Linked DNA regions of Mus musculus: region 2 is linked to region 1. Evidence: chromatin contacts called from public Hi-C data. All regions are on one chromosome and are shown on one strand. Each heading gives the region's core, a stretch centred on a gene start, on an enhancer-like site or on the middle of the called end of the contact. The rest is flanking DNA. Distances are from core to core; before and after follow the strand shown. Region 1 has its middle 95 kb from the start of Gm17644. Region 2 overlaps Sulf1 (sulfatase 1).

What was found. Hi-C and Micro-C count contacts between places; a contact is called where the count stands out from the background.
Region 2: a contact with region 1 is called in a Hi-C map of muscle stem cells, with 4 times the contacts expected there. The contact joins two enhancer-like sites. A contact is called at or near these places in 11 of 484 Hi-C or Micro-C datasets (the MNK3 cell line, embryonic stem cells, muscle stem cells and 2 more), 3 of 115 datasets of contacts at active chromatin or transcription factors (embryonic stem cells and fibro-adipogenic progenitors) and 1 of 9 other capture datasets (embryonic stem cells).

Annotation. Positions count from the first base shown.
Region 1 is chr1:12,569,045-12,576,426 of GRCm38.p6, reverse strand. No RefSeq gene overlaps it. Among named protein-coding and RNA genes, the nearest start is that of Gm17644, 95 kb to the left of the region's middle. Within about 2 kb of position 4,251, at least 23 of the 459 cell types and tissues checked have an H3K27ac peak or open chromatin away from gene starts, as enhancers often do. A contact at or near this core is called in muscle stem cells, where this site is marked.
Region 2 is chr1:12,832,753-12,840,134 of GRCm38.p6, reverse strand. It overlaps Sulf1 (sulfatase 1), which reads right to left. Exons shown (of 22, transcript NM_001198565.1): 13 at 3,806-4,022; 14 at 1,524-1,776; 15 at 210-306. Among named protein-coding and RNA genes, the nearest start is that of Sulf1, 140 kb to the right of the region's middle. Within about 2 kb of position 4,349, at least 79 of the 459 cell types and tissues checked have an H3K27ac peak or open chromatin away from gene starts, as enhancers often do. A contact at or near this core is called in muscle stem cells, where this site is marked.

The DNA.
Region 1 (7,382 bases), core at 3,002-5,501:
TAGTTATATACATATACATGTCCTTAGCCTATATACATATGCACAGAGATGGCTGGATGGTGGATCTACTTGTATTTCATAAAAATAATGCAAACCATATAATCATGGTCTCTGTTTGTTGTTTTGGGGAATGGCTGTTTGGTAATTCATTCATTACGTGATTATACAACACTTGATTTAATATTTTTTTCTTCTTAATTCTGAGTGTTTTAGTGCCCCCTCCCCTTCCATCTCATCCCTTCCTCTCCCCTCCCCTTCCTTCCCTATCCCATTCCCTCTCCTCCCCTCCCATTTATACTTCTTTCTCTCCTTTTTCTTCTCAAACAACACTGCTGCAATTAGAAGTTTGGTAAAAAACTTAAAAAGGACCAGTTTTCATTATAATGAAACCTGTGTAAAGGCTCATTCCTAACATACTGATAATTCTAGTGGGAAAAATTAAAATTCTTATAATGGTTTAGGAAAAAATGTAGAGAGAATATCTTAGGTATTGCATGGATGCATCCATCACCTGTCCATTAAAATGACTATGGCCTATTTTTACTGCTCTGAACAAATTATAAATTTGCCAATTGGGTAATTTTTAGTGAGACTGATCATGAGCTCAAATATTTTACTTGGGGTTTTTTGGCATTGTACAATATAAACTTGGTAATTATTTTAGAGTTTAACTTTTCTATGATAATGATATCCTCTAGAACATTATTTTTTTTGAATTGGAGGTTTATTTAATATCAGAAAAAACATAGTATAATGTAATCATGGTATCTAATAAATGACAAACACTTACAGTTTCCTCAAAGAGCAATGTAAAGATATTTGACAAACCCTACATTCTTTTATGATAAGAAGCATTAAGACAAAGTGTTCCCCTTTGAAAAGGGTATTGGAAAGTGCACTTCATACTTTTTTGTTTCCAGAAAGACAAATATAAATAGACAAAATCAATTCTTATACTTCTAATTGAAACTAGGGACATTAATCCAAACATAAAAACAACTAGAAAATTGAAATCCTTTTTATTTGTTTTGAGGTAGGGTCTCTCATTGTTCTGAAGCTCATCAAACTCATTAAGCTAGACAGTCAGGAGCTAGTTACCTCCCTGCTTCTGCCTCCCATGAAAGGAATGCAAAAGCACTTTGTAAACATCTGGATTTGGTGAATTAATTTAGATCCTCAGGAAAACGCCTCTAGAACATTATTAAGAAGTAGACATTCCATTGTCAACCTGTTGTGGTGTTGGACACCTTTAATCCATTCATGTGGGAGTCAGAGGTAGGTAGATCTCCGTGGGTTTGAGGCCAGCCTGGTCTACCTAGTGAGTGCTAGGTCAGTCAAGGCTACATAATTCAAGGCTACATAATGAGACTATGTCTCTAAACAACAACAACAACAACTTCACACTACTATTAGTCAAAATAGAGAATGTGGAAGAAAGGTGAAAGAATCATGCTTTAGCATCCCTTACTTGTGTGTTTGAACAAGTGGTATCATACTATGTTTAGCAGTGGCCCGACCAGCCTGTGGTCACCGTTCCTTCTGAAAGATCCTGTATATTGCTCCTTGGCTGTTAGCTGGTCACTGATGCTACTATGACTTCATTTGCTTGTGATTTATTTTAGGAGCAATTTAATCCCCTCTTCTCCCTCAAGGTGGAAGTTTGAAATCTAGTGACCCGTCCAGCAGGTCCAGTTATTTGAGGGTCTCGAGGGGACCTTCTCCTAAGAACCAAATGGGGTTCTTAGATGGATACCAAGTGTGAGAAACGACATGTAAACAGTCTGATTAGCATCAAGGTGTCACTGTATTAGCAAGGCTCAAGGCTTAAATGCACAAACAAAAGGTGAAGTACTTCTCAGCAGGAGAAATGGGGCAGTGGAAATACACAGCAAAGGAGGAAGCACTTCTCAGTAGGAGTGATGGGGATAGGAAAAAGAGGAAGTACTTCTCAGCAGGAGGGATGGGGCAGCAGAAATTTCTCTTTGGGCGACTACACAGGAAAGCAGGAACTTGGTGGTATTAGGGTGTGGTCAGGACATCCGGCACTGACTTAGGGCTGGAACAATCTGTGGTTGTTCTCAGAGCGGTATGTCGGTGACCTGCTTTTGACCCCCCCTTTTCTTCTTGGGGGGAGAGGCCCAATTCAGAAATCAGGACAATTGTGTTGTCTTAATAACTCCCAACAATCTAGGAGCTGTAAAGTGTATAGAAGTATATGTCATTTTCTTGTTGTAAGTTTGTGGTAGACTCCAGAATAATTCTAATTAATTACTAGAGAATGAGGGTCAAATTCAGGGCCTTTGCAAGGTACCTCACTTCTAAGATATCTTCCTAATCTCACACTGTACTTTAAAATGTGATTATAGAATATCTTATACCACTTTAATAGGTGATGAGCTTATTGGGATATGAATTTTATATTCTTCCCAAGAACTGGCCAGTGTCATCTATAGAACCTATGCTCCATAAATCCTGCTGAGCTGCTTAATCCCAAAGTTTGAAAAGATACTTATTTTAAGGTTACTAATTAATCAATCATTGCATGCAGGCCTGTTTTACATGGTGTGTGCATGTGTTTGTGCATATATGTGGAGGCCACGTAACAGCTTTGTGGAGTCAGTTCTCTCCTTCTACCTTTGTGGGTTCTGGGAATCAAACTCAGGTTGCCAGGCTTGTTCCATGTTCCAGTTTGTCTTTCTGTTGCTGTGATAAAACTCTGGGAAAAACCAACCTGGGGAGAGAAGGTTCTATGTCATGACACCCCACACTTTACAGGCTGTCAAGGAGGGAAACCAAAGCGGGAGCACCAGGCAAGAGTTGTAAACAGAAACCAAGAAGAAATACTGGTTTGCTTCCCCTGGCTTGCTCAGCTATCTTTCATAGACAAGCCAGGTGCCTTGCTACCCAGGCTTGCCACCACCCACAATGGTCCCACTCACCTACATCAATTAATAGTAATGTATAAAATGCTCTACAGACACGCCCATACACCAGTCAGATGGGGGGAAGTCCTCAATTTATGGTTCCCTTCCCCTGGCATGACTAGGTTTGTCATGTTGACAAAATGTAGTCAGTACAGGCACGAAGAGCCATTACTGGTCGCAGGATCTCAACTGTCCAAGTGTGGTATTTTAGTATCTATACCTACTCCAGTGATGTCAGTATGCGTTCGTGTGAAATACTAGCCACGGTGTCTTTAGCAACTCACTTTGGAATAATCCTTTTTTCCCTCTGTGTTCTTAGCTCTCAGTCTGCATCTTAGAAGGAATGAGTTTTTCTTGGTGGTTACTGAAGTTCCACAGCTCAAGTGATGTGTCCGGGGGGGGGGGGGGGGTTATGCTAGGCCAGGCCTAGAAATATTTCTAAAGAGAAAAGCTTGTTGCTAAGGTGGAAAACTGTGGTAAGCTTGAGAATTCACAGGGTGAGTGCCGTGAGAGGAATTCATGGAATGCTAGGCAGGTAATCCCGGGAAAGACACTGGAGGCTGTTCACCTTGTTCCACTCCTAGACATGGAGCTGAGGTCATCAGGAACTTTCCTTTGGTAAATTTGAGCCCGAGAACCCATCCTGTAGATTTGTATACAGTGAACATGATGGTCTAGAGAAAGCTTTCCTGGGACTGGTAATCCTGGTCTTAACTGAAGATTCTTGGTGGGAAGTATAAGGTTCTGTGAAACAAACAGGGAGCTGATTTATAAGAAAACAAACCAATTAGACTGACTTTCAAAAGTCTCAGGTAACAGAACTTAATTTCTACTTCAAGGTTTCCTGGTCTACCTGACCTTGGAACCTCCTTCAACAGGTAGAAGCTTGGGTGACATGGTCCTGCAGGTGAGAAATGTCCTTGCTGTCAAACTGACAACCTGGATTGGATCCTGGACCTTCTGAAAATTGTCCTCTGAGCTGATACCAACAGCCCCCTATACACAAACAAATAAAAAAAATTTAAAAAGGGACAGAGTCAGGGGTACTTTATTAATTGCTGGATGCTTTAATACTGCCAGGCTGTGTGCGCAGCTCATAAAACTTACAATTTTAACATTACATAATCAGATCAAGTGGTGCCAGTCTCCAAGAAATTAAAAAGAAGAGGATTAGATCTAGCTTATTTTCAAAACAGTCTTAGTGAGCATCACAGACATGGATATTAATTTTTTTAAATGAAAAGTAGACTGTTTATTGCTCACAAAGGACTGCTTGTGCTGCCCAGATCTATGCTAATCTCCATTCCAAATTGCTTAGCAACTGTTACGTGGTTAGAAAGGTTCAAATTTCAGGAAAGAAAGAAAACTTTCTGAGCACAGCGCGGCAAGATTTGTTTTGGGGATATTAAGTCACTCAAAGGATGAAATAAAAAGTGATGAAACAACCCTCTACAGAGAGCTGATCTTTCCTTAAAGCGACATGGACTCTTGGCGATTTTGATCCTCATGACGAAGAGTGCACTCAGACCGTGTATACCCTGGAGGTTTCTCTCTTTTCTTTTGCTTGCTCACTGAATCCTATGAGTCTCTGCCATGGGGAGACAAAGGGAGCAGAGTTATGGAGCTAGGTTATGTGTCAATAAGGGTCATAATCTTGGAAAATTCAAATGTATATGCTTATAAGTAGGAGAATAATGATATTTTCATAGGATCAAAAATATTTTACACATTTGAAAACTTAACCATGTTTATCTGTCTACCTGCCTGCCTGCCTGTCTATATATCTGTCTAACTAGATTTACATATAAAAGCATCATATTCACTTTCTATGTAATAACTGTGTACAATTTATTTATTTGTTTTTCTTTTGCAGACAGGGTCTCATCTGTAATCCAGGCTGGATTGCTATTTGTCATGGATCTGAGACTGGCACTGAATTCATGGCAATTCTGCCTTAACACCTAGCTCCTATTTATTAATTTAAAAATTGTACAGAAATGAAAATATTATAATTTTACTGTAATGAAGTAAAACATCAGATATGCAATAATTAAAAAACCTAAATGCAGTGGAAAATTTCTAGGGAGAATAGCTTGCTAAATATTGAACTTAAAAAAAGCAAACCAGTAAACACATGACTTGTGAGTTAAAAATATCATAGAGGCTACAGAAATGGCTCAGGTAACAACAAGCTTTTTGCCCAAACATTAGATCTGAATTAAAGTACCAACACCTGTGTTAAAAGGCTGGCCATAGTGACACTTCCTATCAGGAGGAGGCAATGGGGAGATTCCTGGGGCCTAGAGGTTACTAATGTCATCAAATTTCCAAGCTTAGCTTCAGGGAGAGATTTTACCTTAAAAAGTAAGGTGGAGAGTGATTGACGAAGACATTTGAGGGGAAACTGAGATCTCCACACAGAAGTACAGATAGATACATACATACACAGTTGCATATAATCTCATGCTTATGCATGCACACATGTGCACACATACACTATATTATCTGTCGTATACGTGTATATATAACATATGTTACATTTTGTATATATGTATTATATGTGTTTATATGTTATATATATATGTTTGCATATATATATGTATAAGTGTATGTGTGCATATATGTATATATGTACATACATATATGTGCATATATGATGTGCATGTATATACATACATGTATATATGTATATGTGTATATATGATGTGTATGTATATACATATATGTATATATGTATATGTGTATATATGTGTGCATACATATATATGACATATATATTATTTATATAACAGTTCCTGTATATTATAGCATGCTCCAGGTAATAGTAAATACTATTTAGATAAAGTTCTTCTCATCTCATTTTATGAGCTAGAAAATGCTGGAGCAATTGCTCAGCAGTTCAGAGCATTGTTGATCTTTCAGGGGACTTAAGTTTGATTCCCAGCATCCATTGCGAGGCCCAGATGTATTTGTAACTTTCAGTTACAGGCAACTCAATGCCTTCTTCTGCCTTCTGCAGGCATTGTATGTACCTGGTGCATAGACATACATGAAGGCAAAGTACCCATACAAGTAAAATAATAAATAAGAAAAAAAACCACTTAGGAATATCACAGGAAATGAATATTGTGATGTAGATACATATATGTGTATTTTTCTTTGTGAGCATGCATGTGAGATATCTATATACCATAATGCATATAATCACAACAGGTTTGCTAGGAAAATGAAGATGCTTAACATTTAAAACTCCTATGTAATTCCATAAACACACAGTAAAACCACTAAACATTTGGTTATCTCAATAGATACAGAACATTCGTCTGATAAATGCTGCATTCTTTCACTATGAAAACCCTCAGAAACATGAGAAGAGCTCTGATTTTTCCTTTCTTTAAATTTCAGCTATTTCCCCATGTGTGTTTGTATATGTGTGTGTGTGTGAGTGTGTATGTGTATACAGATGCACAGTCCTGAGATAATTTGTAGAGTTTCATTCTTTTCTTTTACTTTGTGAGCGTTGGGGATTTAAATCAGGTCATCAGTTTTGGCAGCAAGCCCCATATCTGCTAAGCCTTCTCATAGCCCATCAGTGATTTTCTTTTACTTGATCAAAGTAATTGAGACAAACTCTATGGCAAGTCCTGCACAAGTGTGAAGAATTCCTTTTGACCCTAGGAATGGAATAGCAGTCATAACTATACTGGAGATAAAAGGTAGTTGTGGTAAGACCAGAGAAAAAGTCATCTGGATTTAAAAAAAAGAAACAACACTCAATATGTTATTAAAGTTACAAATTTGTAATAAAATCTAAAAACTCAAGAAAGTCTAAGAGAATTCAAGAGACTCATTAAGGCCAATTAGAGAATTTAATAGAGTCAAAATATTACTACACAAAAGTTTATTTTATTCACATGTTGTAACAAAAAAAGAAAGAAACTAATGTGAAAGGTTGTATCTTGTAGTAGTAACACATATTGTAATATATTTACCTGGGAATAAATATAATCAGAGATGTGGGGTGAAGGTTTCAGCCCCTGGAAAGAAGATGCTTAAATTGCACGGACATCCAATGTTTGGCTGCGATGTATGCAAAAACAGCAATATTCACAACAACCCACATTTTGTTGCTTTTTACTGTGATATCAAAGGTGGCTTCGTGGCCATGTGATCTGTAAACTCACACAGGGCTCACACCCACAAGGACCCAGTGCTTTCCTGCTCTGCTCTCACATTTCAAAGGCGTTAATAATCTTATTTTCAAACGCTGATTTGGTTTGAATGGATGAGGATGTGAGCAGTGGCAACATGTGTAGTGTAGGTACCCATCATTCCCTGCTGCACCATTGGCATAGTCCTTGTGATGTCCCATGAGCACTGCGAGGCATGGAGCTAGTGACACTCAGGGCGAGCAGGAGCTAAATGTGGTGTTGCACCTCTCAAGGCTGGAGCTGACAG
Region 2 (7,382 bases), core at 3,100-5,599, 260 kb before region 1:
TGGAGGACGATTAAATCTCTTGGTGGATTTTCTAGTTTTTAGGCAATTACAAAAATGAGGATATGGACACATGGTGTGACCCTCCAGTCACAGCAGGGCTAAGGAGCCGAGCACACAGCCCTGTGGATTGCTGTGTTTGTTTGTATGTTTGTGCGGGGATGGACAACCAAGCTCTGTATAACTACGCTCTACCCAGCCCCAAGGCTGACCTCTTTATCAATGTAGGCCTTATGGTCCTTCCACGCTCTGGCTGACTGGTACAGCTCCCTCTCACAGTGGATTGTGTCGTTTGGAAGAATAAAGCACCTGCAAAAGCAAGGAGGCCCCGGGAAACAGGCTCACTATCAACAGAAAAACCACAGACAGACACCAGAGAGAGCAGAGAGCACTCTACCCTTCGCCCTTGTCTTGTAGATAAAAACACTGATCTGAGAGCTGATCCCCTCACAAGGATAAATGAGAATGGGTCCTGGCCGCTGGCTGGACAAGGGACAGGGTCACTGCTTTGTGACAAGATTATCACCAAGAACACCTTGCCACACTTTTCCACATTTATCCTCCCTTGAACAGGATCCATTCCCCAAATTAAACTCTTAAAGTGTCAGCAAGTGCACACACAAAAGATTAAGAGTGCATTTCCACGTGTGGATACATGTGTATGGATTTTCAAAGTCACAATTCAAAATGGCTTCTGGGCAGAAACACATCACTCCATCATTTTGCTTTACAGAAAGAAAAACCTCAAACAGCGCACGGACACTCTGATGCTTCCCTTCTGTTTGGCTGTGCGGGGGCTCTATCTAGACAAGCCTCTGGCTAGACAAGCGCTTTACACTGCTGCACTAGACCTTCAGATTCTCCATTTTTTTCCCCCATTTATCCCAAGCAGGACCTGAACTGGAGATCCTGCTGAACATCGGGGGCTGGGAACATAGGTGCACTCCATGATGCCTAGTTTAAACAGCGCTGGGATCACCTCCAGATTCCAGGGCGTATTTGTTTGCTTATTTATTTTTACTTGTGTGCATGGGTATTGCATCAGGTGCATGTGGCATCTGTGGAATTCAGACGTGGGAGTTGTAGCCCCTGACATGGGTTGCAGACAGTTGTGAACCTCTATGTGAGTGCTCGTAACCAAACCTGGCTCTTCTAGAAGAGCAGCCAGTGTTCTTCATCTCTGAGCCAACTTCTGTAATGCTCTAAGTCTGGAGGACCACGGAGAATGGAAGAGTCCCCAGAAGTCCCCAGACTTGTGGGTGGAGGTTCCACCCATGCCTGCTTAGTTGTGATATGACAGGATTGCTCTGCCTGGTTCCCAGCTAATGAAACAGAACCCAAAGCACATGTCCAGGTCACTGGTGGTTCTAACTCCTCCTGCTTCCTTGTGTCCCTTGTTGTGCCTGTAAGCCTTTGGACACTGCATTACTGAGCAACGCTATTTCTTTTTGCAAAGTGCAATGGTGATTGTATGGGGCGTGAGGTAATGTTGTCCTCCAGCCTGGGAACTACATGAGGAGACTCACTTGTGTGTCACCCGGACAGTGGCGGGTAACCCCACAGCATTGTTGCTGTCTGCCAACATCTCATTCCTGATGTCACCAGCAGCAGCCTGGTGGCCAATGAAGCCCTGGTGACCCTCATCATGGCGCTTGGCAATGCTCCTTGGTGGTAACACTTGCAGTTCTTCTTCTTCCAGGTTGATGTCATATATTTCACCTTCGAATTCAACAGACAGGGACCGAGTCTGCCGGGTGTGCACAAATCTGGGCTTATACTCTGGAATGAGAGGAAAAGTCATTACCACGGATGAACAGATGTGGGTGGGAAGGAGAATGGTATCACCGGTCATCGTGGAATGTTAGAGAGGAACACAAAGTGCAGGCTGAGTAGCCTTGGGGCATCTTTGTCCTGGGTAGCTCCTGAAATCACAGCAGCAAAAAGCATGCTCTTGTCCTGGTTGGGTCCTGTCAAGGGTGCTAACAGGCTAAAAGCTGCCACACTTAGTTTTCTACATGAATGGCTAAGGTAGTCAGTATAGAACTATATAGCCCCTGCTTGTTATTAGCTTCAGCTGTCCTTTGTATACTGCTTATCTATCTTGAATCCATAATCTTGAAATGAAAGTATTGCCATAATGGTCCTTACACTGAAAAAAAAAAAACTTATGAGCTATCAAACATGAATTGGTTCTATTATTCTTTCTGCATGAGGGAACTGAAGCACTGGGTTTTGCTGGGCTTTCCCTAGGTCCTAGAGCCTGAACACGCTGGGTCCTGGAGCCTGAACGCACTGCCTCACCACTGCCTTGAGCTGCTTTTTAAAAGAGACGACCCCTCTCAACACCGCACATTTACACAAGTACAGGGCAGCGCTCTAAAACGACTAAATTTGTGAATGTTTGCATCAGCCATGTAACATTTTGAACACTTGATATTAAGAGTAAGGCCGCTGCGCACCTGCAGTGCACTACTATGGGATGCTGCCTGATGTCCGCTGGGTCCTGGCTAAGGGTGTTATTGTACAAGCTCTGACCTCGGCTTTCATGCTTGGGCTTTGCCAAGCACACTTCTCTGGAATCTTGTCTTCAGCTTCCTAAGTCACGAAGAAGAGTCACAGAGACGAGGGAATCGCAACTGTCAGCCTTCCTACAGGGGAGCTTGGTCCCTATAGGACCCCTTACTTTCCAGGTGCAGTAGTGGCTGCCATGACAGACGACGACTTGCACCACTATCACCTCAGGAAAAGAGGAAACCTGCTCCTGTTGTAGGATGCAGTTTGAAAACTTTCTGGCAGGGGACAGTGTTCCTGCTGCTAAGTGGGATGCTTGTATCAGGGGGCCTTGTAACCTTATTAATTCTAGCTGTGATTTTTCTTATGAGGTTTAAGTGTGAAATTTCCTTCCAGGAGGAAAGACAATCCCGTAACTCTGTGTACTGGCTATAAACCACTTTAAGAACCAGTGAAGACCAGTCCACCTAGATAAGGAATTCATGGCCCTCTAGTCTATTCTGTTCAGCACAAAAATGTCGCTTTAAGGAACTCTGAGTCTCTTAAGTGTTTTGTGTCCAATTAAACAGAACTTATTTGTTTCCAGACATAGAATGTGCACAGATTTGAGCCACTTCTCTAATATGCCACGAGGTGGCAGTAGACTATCATTCTTCAGTAGATGTTCCTCCTGTTTTCTGTAGTCTGTATCAATCAGTTACCTGAGAGTTTTTACTAAAAAAAAAAAAAAGAAACAAAAAACCTGTAGGCAGTAAGGATATGCTGTACTGAGTTCAACTAATTTGATACTGCCACTCAACAAGATACAAGCGTCTGACAACATTTAAAGATACAGTCTAAAACATGAAAAATATGCGTTTAAAAACTGCTCATGTCTTTCCTCTAAGGTTAAACACACATGAACTGATTGATACCTAAAATTTAACTTTTAAATCAAGTTAAGGCAGGCATATTAGAGCATTACCATGAAGGTAAAGTCAGATGGCTCTAACCCTCCCCCACTGGTCCCGAGGGACACCCGCTGCGTGTGTGGATGCCCTGGTCCCTAGGAAGTTACTAAGTGGATTTTTATTCTATACTAAGTGAAAATGCTCGCAAAGTAAAATTTCTAGCTGATCTTTGCTATCTTACTTTAAACTGAGCAATGATTTTTGCTTTTATCCTGAAATCTAGGCACCGAGAACATCTCATTTGTGTGTGAATCACGGGGGAGGTTGTCTTGAAAAGGGATCCTCCTGCCGCTGTATGTGTGTGGGGTGTGGGGGGGGGCTGGGGGGGGTCACAAGGTTGAGCTTACTTGGTGTTCCCTTGTTCCTCAGGAACTGCCTTTGATTCTTTCTCTGGCTTCTGCTCGAGCGATAGCCAGAGTCCCTACAATGGCACTCTTTGTCTTTGTCATGCAATCCGCGAGAGTAGAGGTTGCGTGCATTCTGACGGACCGTGAGCAGGTCGCTGGGTCCCTTACACTTGTGGATTCGGAGCTTGCCGGATGTGTCCTCGATGCACTGCCAGTTCTGCAAGAGCCAGCGGGAAGCAGTTGGCGATGCTGAGCCAGTTGTTATTTACAAAGCACCCTAGCAGTAGCTAGGTGTCCGTCAGTCCGGTCCCCCATCATCACCTCCCCCCTCCCCCACCCCTGCCCCGTCCCTCACTGCTAATTCCATTAAGGAGCATAAATGAAAGGGGACTGGCTTTTAAGTGACCCTGCAGTAACTGCTCAGTTCTATTTCGTTTGTGGCAGGCACATACAGATGACAAATCATTGGGAATCAGAACTGCCTCGATGACACTGGCGCTGATAAATGAATCCTCCGCCCCCAGACTAAACAGTCTTGAATGAACCGTGTTAAAACCCTTAGTGTCCCAACACGGAGCCAGCTGTCAGCGCTGCTTCCACCAGGACCCCAAACTGCCCCATTTGTTCTGGAAAAACAAACTTGCCTGCTTTGTTCTCTGCCTCTTGGTTTCTAAAGTGAGCCTGGGCAGAGTGGCAGAGGAGCAAGACGGAGAGGAATTTAATTTGAGGCCATTACCGGCAAAGCCAACTCTGGGTATCCCAGACATTGGCAAACTCATCGTGTTTTCTTTTGATTTTCCTTCTTCTCCTACAAACTCTTCACGCCCGCAGCATGTGGTGGGTCCCAGGGAGACTGATTCGACCTTCCCAGAAAATGCGCTCTGCGGGGGTGGTAGTGGGGGTCGCATTGGGGTTCCTAGTTCCTGTTTTGTCCACAGCTGTGGGAATGCAGCAAGTTCACAGTTCTGGTTCCAACAATGTCTTTTCACCCCGGGAGGCCTCTCAGAAGCCCCTCTCCATTCGAAAGGCCCAATAACTTCTTTACATTTCAGTTTTTCTCTTACAAGCCCTAAAGGACTCACTGGTCAGTAGGAAGAATCCTGGCCTTCATTTGAAGCTATGTTAGCAAGACAACAGAGTGAGCCTGGATAAGGACTAGCACTGTTAAATGTATCCTTTTCTCCCTCCCATATACAAGTGTCGCCTGTGTGCTATTATTGTGTGTATTTCAATGCATAGGTTTCTAAGCTGACACCAGCACAATATACGTATGCTCTAAATATCCATGCGGGCTGAGCCACACATAATTTCAGATAAGTCCTGTCTTGGTGGTAAGGACTTTAATCCTAGCACTTGGGAAGTAGAGGTAGGCGGATCTCTGAGTTCAAGGCCAGACCAGTCTACAGAGTAAGTTTCAGAACAGCCAGGCCTACACAGAGAAAACCTGTCTCAAAAACCTAAAGAAGTCATGTGTGAATAGGATACCCACTCTAGTAGTGTCTATGAGTAGCTCATATCTCCCACTGGTAAGCCAATACCACCAGGAGGCGTCTCTGATGTAAAAAAGCTTGGCCAAGCAATGTGATGGTTCTGTCAGCAGATAAATCAAATGCATAGTAAATCATGGGCAAGCCTTCGCCGTGAGCAAGGGCTCTGCGGTTAACATCCATTTTCATCAAGAGAGCCGCATGCCTGTGCTATATGTATAATTATCAGAGCAGCATTGGGGCTTTCGACCCCACGCCCTGAGCATCTAGAACTCACGCTATGGTCCCACCTGAGCCTCCACACCTCTGCTGTTTCCAAATGATTATTTCAAGCCATGTTACATTCGTCTCTTTTCAGGCTTGGCCTGAAGTGCCTTGAACCTTCAAGGTCTTCACACAGAAGAGCAGGTTGCTGAAGAAAAGGCAGCTAACTACCAAGCCACGTCAGGAAAAGGCAACACAGACCACAGCAATGTGAGGACCAAGCTGCAGAAGATTAAGTAGAGGCTAGCGAGGAGGCTCAGTGACTAAGCACTTTCTGCTCTTCTAGCACATCCAGGGTCAGTTCCCAGCATCCATCTGGACCAGGCAGCTCACATCCACCAGGACCTCCAGTCTCAGGGAATCTAACACTCAGATAAACCAATAAATCTGGTAGCTGATGCCTGTATTCTCAGCACTCAAGAAGCTGAGACAAGTCTGGAGGCAGCTTGGACTGTAAGACTCTATCTCAAACAAACAAACAAACAAACAAACATATGAATAAATTTGTTTAGGCCCAACTCAGCCGTGTCACAAAGTTGGGAATGAGTCCCAACTTTGACTAGATACTGGCACTTGTGATTAGAATCCTACGTGATTTTAATGTCTTTCATGGACCTCTTTGCAGCTGGAATCTTTGCTGGGGAAATCGGCAGAAGGAAAATATTTCAGTCTCAATAGCTCAGGTGTTTGAGTCTTTGAAAAGGATACAGACATTTGGGGTTTGTGTACATGGAAAGATGTGTCTAAAAATGTGCAGATGTAGTTGGTTCAAAAATGATTATGGCAGGACGAAAACTGTGACCTGCACTTCTGCGCGTCAGGATGTGTGGTCCGCTTATACGGAGGCAGCTTGCCTAGCTCCCTCTCCAGGTAGTGGACAAATGAGTGAGTCTTCGCCTCAGAGTCTGCTCCAGAATTCCGAATGCAAAGCAAAGTTCAGCAATTTGTAGGCAGGGTTTGGTGGCACTCAGAGGGACGATCACTGAGCTTGAAAAAAGTGTGTTTAGGGACCCAAAAGAAGTTTGTCAAAGCTGAAAGATACTTTCACTATGAAATAACTGCACACTATACAGAATTCTTATTGTGGGTAAGTATTACCAAAAGAAATAACTTTTCATAGTTGGAAATTTTGGGGATAGTGATTCAGTGTCTGCTTCTGTCTTAAATCCAAATGGCTTAAGATGCAGCCATCCATCTGGATAGTCTCTCCACCCAGCGTATGCAGGCCTAGGGCCTGGAGGAGCAGAAGTAGGCAGTGACTCCACCCACAGCCAAGTGCCAGCCAGAGCAAAGCTTCAGCACCTGCCACCCACGAAAACGGGGCCAATTTACTCCTAAAAGGCAAGGGCTGTCTGTGATTCCAATTCACACCATCTCTGGCACAAACAGAATCACTTCTGAGATTTGGTTGGCCTCAGCTCCTGGCTTCAAATGATCCTCCTGTCTCAACCTCCTGCAACTGGGGCTGCCTATGCTACTGCACTTGGACAAATAGTAAGGACTGAACCCCAGTACTGTGGTACTAACTTTCTGCTTGCCTGCCTGCCTGCCTCCCTTCCTTCCTCTTTCCTTCCTTCCTTCCTTCCTTCCTTCCTTCCTTCCTTCCTTCCTTCCTTCCTTCCTTCCTTCCTCCTCCCTCCCTCCCTCTCTCTCTCTCTTTCTTTCTTTTTCTTTTTTCTTTTGGCTTAGAGAAGTGGATGGTACAAGCAGATTCTTGCAGAACACGATGATGTGTGTAGAGTTTCTAGTGACCGCCTACTTGGAATCCAGCCCATTTTGCCATCAGCTAAATTCCTCATGGATTTCCTGTGAAAAAGGAATAGGAA